Regions from separate parts of the Sus scrofa genome. Here all the other regions are linked to region 1. Evidence: chromatin contacts called from public Hi-C data. All regions are on one chromosome and are shown on one strand. The core of a region is the stretch at or near the end of the contact, and the rest is flanking DNA. Distances in the headings are between cores, read along the strand shown. Region 1 holds the start of C1QTNF5 (complement C1q tumor necrosis factor-related protein 5). Region 2 holds the start of USP2 (ubiquitin carboxyl-terminal hydrolase 2). Region 3 holds the start of THY1 (Thy-1 cell surface antigen).

Region 1 (2,700 bases), core at 141-2,640:
GATGGACTCGCCATTCTTGACCAGATCGAACTGCAGGCTAGCCCTGTAGACGGTGGCGTGGACGGCGAAGTAGTAGACCCCGGGCACCTGGCAGGTGAACTTGCCCGTGACGGCGTCGTAATGTCCCTGCTCGTTCACCAGCACGCGGTCGAAGGGTAGGGGCGCGTCCGATGGCGGTGGCACTCGGCTCTCGGAGCGCTTGGCGCTGAAGGCGGAGCGCGGAGGCACTGAGCACTCGCCCGCAGGCCCCATCGCCCCCACCGGGCCCGCCTCTCCTCGCGGCCCGGGCTCCCCACGCGGCCCCGGGAGGCCTGCGGGGCGTGGGGGAGAAGCGGAGCGGTTAGGGTGTGCCCGCTGCTCCTCCCTCATCCACCCTCAGCCTCCCAGCCACCACTGCCCGGCCGGGGCCGCCTTGCGCCCCAGGGCTCCCTCCCCTCTTCCTACAGGGCTTGGGGCAGATCTGAGGATCCCAGGGGTTGTGGCTCCCGCCGCTGAGTCACCCTCTCCTCTCCCGGCTCTGGGAGCCGCCGGAGTCGGGAGTGGGGGTGGGGTGTGGGACAGGAGCGGCGCCCCCTTGGTGGGAAGATCGAGCCCCGGGCCCGGAGAGCGGAATCGGGCCGGGCTAGCTCCGACGTCCCCACGGATCGCAGCGGAGGCGCCTCTTACCCGGCCTCCCGCCCTCGCCTTTCTCTCCCGGAGCCCCGGGCGCGCCGTCGCGGCCATCGCGGCCGTCGCGGCCGGGCAGGCCCTGGCTGCCGTGGTGGCCCGGCGTGCCAGGAAGGCCGGGGTGCCCTGGGCACAGGCTGGGGATCTTGTTGTCGTCCAGTGGGGGCGAGCCGGCCGCGAGACCCAGGAGCAGCAGGGCGAGGAGCGGCCTCATGGCGCCGGCACGCGGAGCCCAGACGCCGGGGGCCTCTGGTCGTCTGTGGGCCGGGCAGGACAGGAGTCGGGACCCAGAATCCCGCGACAAGCCTCGCTCCCGGCCTCGGCGTGGTCGGCGTGGGACCCACCCCACTGCCATGCGCCTGAGAGAGGCTGAGCGGCCGCGGGAGGATGAAGAACCCGGCGCCCCTAGATCCGAGAACCCCCGGGAGCACCGCGCAGCGGGGAAGGGAGAGGCCGACCCTCCCTCCCCCTCCCCCACGGGCCGGCGCCCAGGCTTTCCCACAGTCCCCTCCCCCAACTCCGTTTCCCCGCCCCCCCCACTCACCCCTCCATCCTGGCTCGGGGGAAGCTCGCGCTCTCTCTGGCCTCCTTTGGGGCGCGCTACTCCGGACCCTCCAGCTGAGCCCTGCTGCCTGCCCTGCACTTCTCTCTAGCCCCTGCCCTCGGCGCCTCCCTGGCCCTGGGTCGTTCCTTGCCGGCTGCTCTGCTCCTCCCAGACTCCAAGAGGAAACCAGTTGTTCAGGGGCCAAGAACCCGGGCTGGGAAATAGCAGGGAAATAACTCGTGGTGTCGCCCGGCGGCCGGCCAAAGTTTGGGAGAGAAAAGAGAGAGAGAGAGAGATTTGAGCCAGGCACAGAGAGGCAGAACCGCGAGAGACAGATGCTCAGGGCGCCTACAACTCCAAGGAGCAGGCAGGAGAGATGGTGCTGTGACAGAGACCAAGGGCAACACTCTAGACCAGGAGAAAGGTAAGATGAGACCTGAGGGTGGAAGGTTCCAGCAGCAGTAGACAAAGCAGCTTCCCAGTGCTCAGAACAGGGCTTGCCATGTAACTAAGCACTCAGTACATTTTTGTTGAGTAAATGAAAATGTCAGAAGGTGAGTGGCGGAGAGCCTGAAAAAGCAGGTAGCAAATTGGGGTCAGAGGCTTGGGTGGGAAGTGGTCCAGATTGTTGGTGGTATAGGTGGTGGAGTCAGGCCAGCTGTTTGCAGCAGCTGGAGCAAGTAAAGGGATGGGGAGGGATCTGGGAAGGTGGGAGGGTCCCATTAGCCCCAAGGACTTCTCTTCCCCTCCCTGGGGAGACCCAGAGGAGATGGGCAGAGTCCCATGCTGGCCCCCTTCCTTTGCTTCTCTGCTTGCCTGCCCTGATAGGCAAAGGAGGATGGGCAGCAGAGGGCAGGGGCCGGCTTCAAGGTCAGGGCTGGGCACAAGACTCCAGGCCAGCTGCCTCGGGCAGCCTGTTGCAGTTGAAGGGCCAGGGGGTGCCCAGGAGTGCCAGGCCAGACTGGCACTGGCGCTCTGCCTCCTGGCAGACAGAGCGGCAAGGGGGAAGGACACTGCCTAGCGGGGTGCAGTGGGGCACAAGCAGCCCGCAAAGGAGCCTCCGGAAATTCTGGTAGCAGGGCAGACTTGTCAGGCTCTGTGGAAGAAGGAGATCAGCCCTCAGGCATCCTGCTCCCCAGGTTCCCTCCCCTTTCTGGGGGTCCCTCATTATCTCTGCGCAGAGCACCTTGTAACCTCTGAGGAGCTCCACCACCTCCTCCTGGGTGGCCATGCCCACCCAGATGTTAGGGAAGGCCGTGGTGTTGTAGCTCAGACCGATGCACATCTCCACCTGGACAGGCTCACAGGCCAGCTCTGCAAGGATGGGAGGGGAGGGTCACTCTGGGGAACACTCACAAGTCACCTAATTGCTCTGTATGGGTCAGATGGGGGTTGTCGTGAGGATCAGAGATAACAGGGAGAGATGCTTTATACATGTTGAGGATTCCTCTTCTCGAGAATGGGCATTATTCGCCAGCCCTGCGCATCAG
Region 2 (2,700 bases), core at 52-2,551, 40 kb after region 1:
AGGCCGGGCCCTCTTGGGCTCCTTCCTCCTTTGCCTAGAAAAATACAGCAAGTGCAGCTTCCCCGGGGCTCCCGGGAGCAAGCCCAGCTGCTCTGGGGCAGTTCCACTCTACCTGTAGGAGTGCTCAGGATCCCGGAGCCCAAGGAGTGGGGCTGGCTGGGCAGGGTCACAGGAGGAAGGAGCAGGATTCTTAACCTCTCGGCTCTTGGTGCTCTGGTCTGCTCCCAGTCTGTCTGGCCTGTTTCTCGATGGCTCTCCCTGAGGACTGGGAGTACCCAAGATGGGGCCTCCACCCTGTCTCAGCAGAGGCTACTGACTCAGCTCCGGTCCTGATGATGCACTTCAGAGGACGCCCTTGTCCCCGGCCCTCATTCCAGTCCTCATTCCGACCCCGGCTTGACATTATCTACAGCATCAGAGAAGGGGTGGCTGATCCAACCCCAGCTCAACCAGCTCTCCTTTTCCTTGGGTTCTCATTGGGGGACCTTCTCATGCCTGTGCCTGGGGAGGCGAGCAGCAGCAGGATCTCCAACTCGGCCCCATTCGAAGAGCAGCCAGGTCAGGAGGTAGATGCTCACTCCTTAGAGGACAACTAGAATGGATTGGCCAGGGCTCCCTTTGGCTGTTAAATATAAGTTACTAGCCTTAGAGCACCGCGTGCCTGCTTCTGGTTTGGGATTGGTGAAGATTTCAAAGATGCCTCTTTCTGGTTTGGGATTGGTGGAAAATCTCCCCTTCCACTTAAATGCTACCCTCCCCCCACCCCACCCCCTTTGGCAAACCGACCAGAGACAGCCCCCAGGAGCTTTGACAGAGGGAGTAAATGAGCTGCTCGCACACGTGGGGAAAGGATTGTCAGTGTCCAGGCGTCACTCTCAGCCACATCCCACCCAGGGCTCAGAGACCTGGACCTGCCCAAGCAGCGTTTCCGTAGAACACACTGATTAGCGCACAGATGGCTCTTCCTGGCACCCTGGGCTGTCAGCTGGTGCCCCCCCTCCCCCCTACAACTGGTACCCACAGCTGGAGATCTTCAGCGCAGCTGGAACTCGCCCTACATTTCTAGTGCCCATTCTGCCCAGCCTGTCGTTGGCACCTCACTTTCTGAGCCTCAAACAACACTGCCCTCCGCATCACCCCTCCCCAGTATCCGACAGGTGGCAGGTACCTGCCTCTTCTCCGAGGATGGACGAGTCGAGCCGGGCACAAGCATGGAGCTGCGGGTGAGTCCTGACTGGTACTGGAGCGGCGCAGTGAGCAGCAGCTGACGCAGAGGGCTCCCTGGTCTCCGCTCCAGCCCGCCTCTCCCCCACCTCCGCCGGGGGCCCAGAGAGGACCTCCCCGGGAAATCGGCGCCACCCAGCGGGCAGCTGCCTCATTGCGCCGGGGCCGTCAAAGTCACACCCCGCGTTTCGCGTCACTGAGACGCATCACGGCTATTGGCTTTTTGCTATTGTGGCGTCATTAGACTCCGCCCGGCCAGGGTCTCCCAGGCGACCGATATATACAGAGAGCCACGTGAAGGAAAGGTGAGTTTGGAGGCGGGGTGGAGCACAACGAGAAGGGTCCCAATGCGGCAAGAATGTGGCACGACGGGAGAGGTGTAAGGTACTGGGAAAGAGGAAGCGTCTTGGGGGGAAGGGTCAGAAGTTGAGTCCCAGGGCATATATAGCAGCTTTTAGTATTTAGGGAAGGCTAAATGTTCCTCTCCTTCCCACCCGACCAGGAGCGGACCTGTTTTTTTGCCTCTTCTCTTTTTTCTCTACTCTTTAAGACTCTCCACTCAGTAACAGGAGACCAGTGATTAGTGATGACCCCTTGACTGGGTGAACGGAGGCACTGAGTCAATGGAAGGATTCTCTTTTGTCTTTTCAGAAAAAGCCGAAAGGAAATTTGAATTTTTGCCGCTCCTTTTCTTTGTGTATAACCTTTCTCTACTTACACTGCGGTGGTGAAGAAAACCGCATAGCCATGTAGATTGGTGCCGGGGCAAGTCCAGGTTTTCAATTTCACCTGGACCATCAATCCTTTCGTGCCCTTAGCTGCTTCTCTTGTTCTTATGCAAGGCTGGTATTTCTGCCCATCATCACTCTGAAGTCCCTTCTTGTCTTCTCTTTCCCAGAGAAACTAGAAGCAATCAGGAGGAAAACACTTAAAGTTCTTCCTACAAATATATCCAAATCCAGTGTTCCCTCTGCTCCAAGAGCAGTGAAAGAAGTGTCCCGCTTCTTGTCCAGGACAAATCCCTTCTGGATTTCAACTCTTTAATTGTTCCTTAGTGTTACCTGAAAACTGGGTTCACCTCTTGGTGGGCTTCAAGCCAAAAGACACAACCAAGCCAAAGATTGGAAGAAGGTAAAATTTATTACTTGTAGCAAGTAAGAAGAACACCGGGGCAGGGTGTGTGTGTGTGTGTGTGTGTGTGCGCGCGCGCGCGTGTGCACGGCGGTGTCTTTCCCCAAGCAGTGTATCCTGGAACAGCAAAATTGGGGAAGTTTAAAGCTAAGGGTGCATGCATATTCATGAAGGGCCTTGAGCCAAAGAGAATTCACAATAGAATTGAGGCAAAGGTTGCCAGAATCCAAGCTTTAGTTGACTGAAGTCAATGAGGGTCAGCAAAGGTCAACATCATTCCTTAGTTTCAGACCAGGGTCTCAGCTGGTAGTTACATAGTTACCATCCTCCATGGGGGGGGGGCTT
Region 3 (2,700 bases), core at 158-2,657, 60 kb after region 1:
GCAGCAGCAGCCACGAGGTGTTCTGGATTAGCAGGCTTATGCCCCCACACTTGACCAGTTTGTCTGTGGAGAGAACGGGGTGGAGAGGCAGGGCAGGAATGAAGAGGGACCAGGACTCAGCAGGCCCAGGCCCAGAGCAAGGCCGCCCTCCCATGGCGTCTGGGCTGGAACCAGGGCCAACCTGGTGGAACAGAACCAACCATCTTTCCCATTTGCCAGTTCCGGAGCCCTTGAACAAGTATCATCACCAGAGAACTATGGCTGACGTAGCTAGTGCCATCCCGTTTTCCAGGTGGCGAGAAGGTGTAGGGATGCCAAGTGACCTGCCCGCAGTCATGGGGGAAGTGTCCGCCACCACCGTCCGCCCGTCTGCCTGTCCCCTTAGCCCTTCCCCTGTTCTCGCTGAGGGCATGATTTCCGCCGGGAACAGGCAGCAGTGCGGGGAGAGGGGAAGGGTCGGGAACCACTGTCCTCTCGGGCCCGTTCCTCCCCAGCCCACCTCTCCCAGCTCACTCAGTCTTGTCGGGGGCTTGCCTCACCTCTGAACACAGAGATATTCTTGCTGGAGATGCTGGGCGTCTGGCCAGAGAGGTGGAGTTCGCATGCGTAGATCCCCTCATCTTTGGTAGTGAAGCCTGATAAGTAGAGGACCTTGATGTCGTACTTGCTGGAGAAGTTGGTTCGAGAGCGGTAGGAGTGCTCAGGGACCCCCACAGTGCCCAAGAGCACGTGCTTCTTTTTCTCGCGGGTCAGGCTGAACTCGTACTGAATGGGCAGGTTGGTGGTATTCTCATGGCGGCAGTCTAGACGAAGGCTCTGGTCCACCAGGCAGGCTGTCAGGCTGGTCACCTTCTGTCCACGGGCCACCTGCAAGACTGACACCAGCAGTGCCCCCTCCAAGTTGGGGAGGACCTGCAGAGCAGGGGAGCTCCCCACCCATATTGACAGCAGAGAAGGGCCTGGCTAGGGAGGGCATAGGGGTCTGCTCTCTGAGTACCTCTCTCCACCCAGAGGTCCGTGAGGGCTAGTCCGCCTTCCCCAGGGCAGACGCCAGCCTATCTCCCTCGTCTCCTCCAGTCCTGGGTCCCACCAGTATGTTCCAGTGGCAGGAGACCTCGGGGAGTTGATGCAACTTCCCGGTCCCCAATGGGAGATTTCCAGCTCAATATGGGGCAGGCTCAGAGACTTGTGTTTCTAAAAACCATCCCAGGGAGTCAGATCAACTAGGCTGCTCAGCTGACTTAGGGATGAAAAGGAGCCCTCTCTCCCTTAGTCACCCCTGCCTTCTGAGGTTGTGTGGAAGAAGCTAGCTTCTCTGAGGGGAAGGAAGCCAGGGTGCTTGGAATCCCAGCCCCGCCGCCCGCCTGGTACCTGTTAGCAAGAGAGCGATGCCAATGGTAGGGTTCATGGTGCCGGGGAGCTCAGTCCTGGACCTAGGCGTGCAACAGGGTGGGAATCAGCCAAGAGGCGGGGCAGGTGTGCCCACATTTACTGCCAGGCCTGGGGGCCCCTGGGAGACATGCCATAATGGCCATGGGGGGCATCCAAGCCCCTCTCTGTAGCCCTCTCCCCTCCCACCTCTCAGTGAATGTGACAGACACTCGGCTCTTCCCAGTCAGAGAAAGCAAGAGGGATGGAGAACATACCCTTTGGTGGTGGGTATCTGTGCTGAATGCTTACTAGTTGGGTGACTTTGAGTAAGTGTCTTGAAATTACCACTTCCTCTTCCCTTCAGGAAGATAGGGACTTCCTATTTTTTAGTAAAATTCGCAGAACATAACATTTATTATTATAACCATTTTTGGCGGGGCTGTGCCTGTGGCATGCAGAATTTCCCCAGCCAGGGTCAAACCTGAGCCACAGCAGTGACAATGCCTAGTTCTTAACTCCCAGGCCACCAGGGAACTCCTCTCCTAAACCATTTTTAAGTGTACAGTTCAGAAGTGTTAAGTTCATTTACATTGTGGTGCAACCAATTTCCAGAACTCTTGACATCCTGCAAAACTAAAACGCTCTACCTGTTAAACAAAGACTTCCTATTTCGTATTCAGAAGAAAATCCCCGATGGCCAGACCTTTCTGGCAGATAACAGATGCCTGAAAGATACTGAACGAAACTGGGCTTTAGATACATAACACGGGGCCGTGATGGAGATTAAGAAAAATGACAAACATTTGGCACTGTAAGTAAGTGATCCACAAACATTAATTTCCTTTCTCTTAGATGACTGTGTGGCCAGGGATGACGTCAGGTATGTGTGGGGCCCCAGGTAGGATTGTACTTGGCCCACAGCGAAGGGTGTGAGGAAAACGGCAGTGCTGTCCTATTGCAAATGCGTGCATGTGTTCTCTGCCTTGGAACCAAGACCTTTCCAATTCTCTAGCTCTCCAGGAGGAATTCTTGGGCTTGCAGTTTTCCAGTTTGGCTTCCATAGCCTCCCTGCCTAGGTTCTCTGCCCTGTCTTATTTTTGCAGCCTAGGCTGAATCAATATTCTGGCAAGGAGACACAGAGCAGGTAGCCTAGCCTGTCCGCAGCGGAGTTCTCCAGGGAGAGGCCACAGGAGGGGGGTCGGCCGGGTGCGCAGGGCGCGCGACTCGCGGCTTCCAGGGTCCCAGGCGTTCAGCCCAGCTCCCAGAGGTGGGGAGGGAGGGGCGAGGCTGGGGTACTGCGGCGCCCGCGGACGCAGTCAACTCCTTCCC

The links. A called contact is a pair of places that touch in the nucleus more often than the background predicts.
Region 2: a Hi-C map of embryonic fibroblasts shows a contact between it and region 1, with 3 times the contacts expected there. The contact joins the promoter of USP2 here to the promoter of C1QTNF5 in region 1. A contact is called at or near these places in 2 of 5 promoter capture datasets (fetal skeletal muscle and liver), 9 of 47 Hi-C or Micro-C datasets (embryonic fibroblasts, epiblast stem cells, fetal heart ventricle and 4 more) and 1 of 2 datasets of contacts at active chromatin or transcription factors (skeletal muscle).
Region 3: a contact with region 1 is called in a Hi-C map of embryonic fibroblasts, with 2.4 times the contacts expected there. The contact joins the promoter of THY1 here to the promoter of C1QTNF5 in region 1. A contact is called at or near these places in 5 of 47 Hi-C or Micro-C datasets (embryonic fibroblasts, epiblast stem cells, liver and 1 more) and 1 of 2 datasets of contacts at active chromatin or transcription factors (skeletal muscle).

What each region holds. Positions count from the first base shown.
Region 1 is chr9:46,548,756-46,551,455 of Sscrofa11.1, forward strand. It overlaps C1QTNF5 (complement C1q tumor necrosis factor-related protein 5), which reads right to left and starts at 1,391. Exons shown (of 3, transcript XM_003129940.3): 1 at 1,211-1,391; 2 at 667-923; 3 at 1-311. The coding sequence starts at 1,218. It overlaps MFRP (membrane frizzled-related protein), which reads right to left. Exons shown (of 12, transcript XM_013979475.2): 11 at 2,397-2,524; 12 at 1,628-2,306. The coding sequence ends at 2,082. LOC110255443 (a long non-coding RNA gene) reads left to right here and starts at 1,526. Exons shown (of 3, transcript XR_002335677.1): 1 at 1,526-1,634.
Region 2 is chr9:46,589,053-46,591,752 of Sscrofa11.1, forward strand. It overlaps USP2 (ubiquitin carboxyl-terminal hydrolase 2), which reads right to left and starts at 1,302. Exons shown (of 12, transcript XM_021062972.1): 1 at 1,173-1,302.
Region 3 is chr9:46,608,652-46,611,351 of Sscrofa11.1, forward strand. THY1 (Thy-1 cell surface antigen) reads right to left here and starts at 1,408. Exons shown (of 3, transcript NM_001146129.1): 1 at 1,372-1,408; 2 at 540-875; 3 at 1-63. The coding sequence starts at 1,408.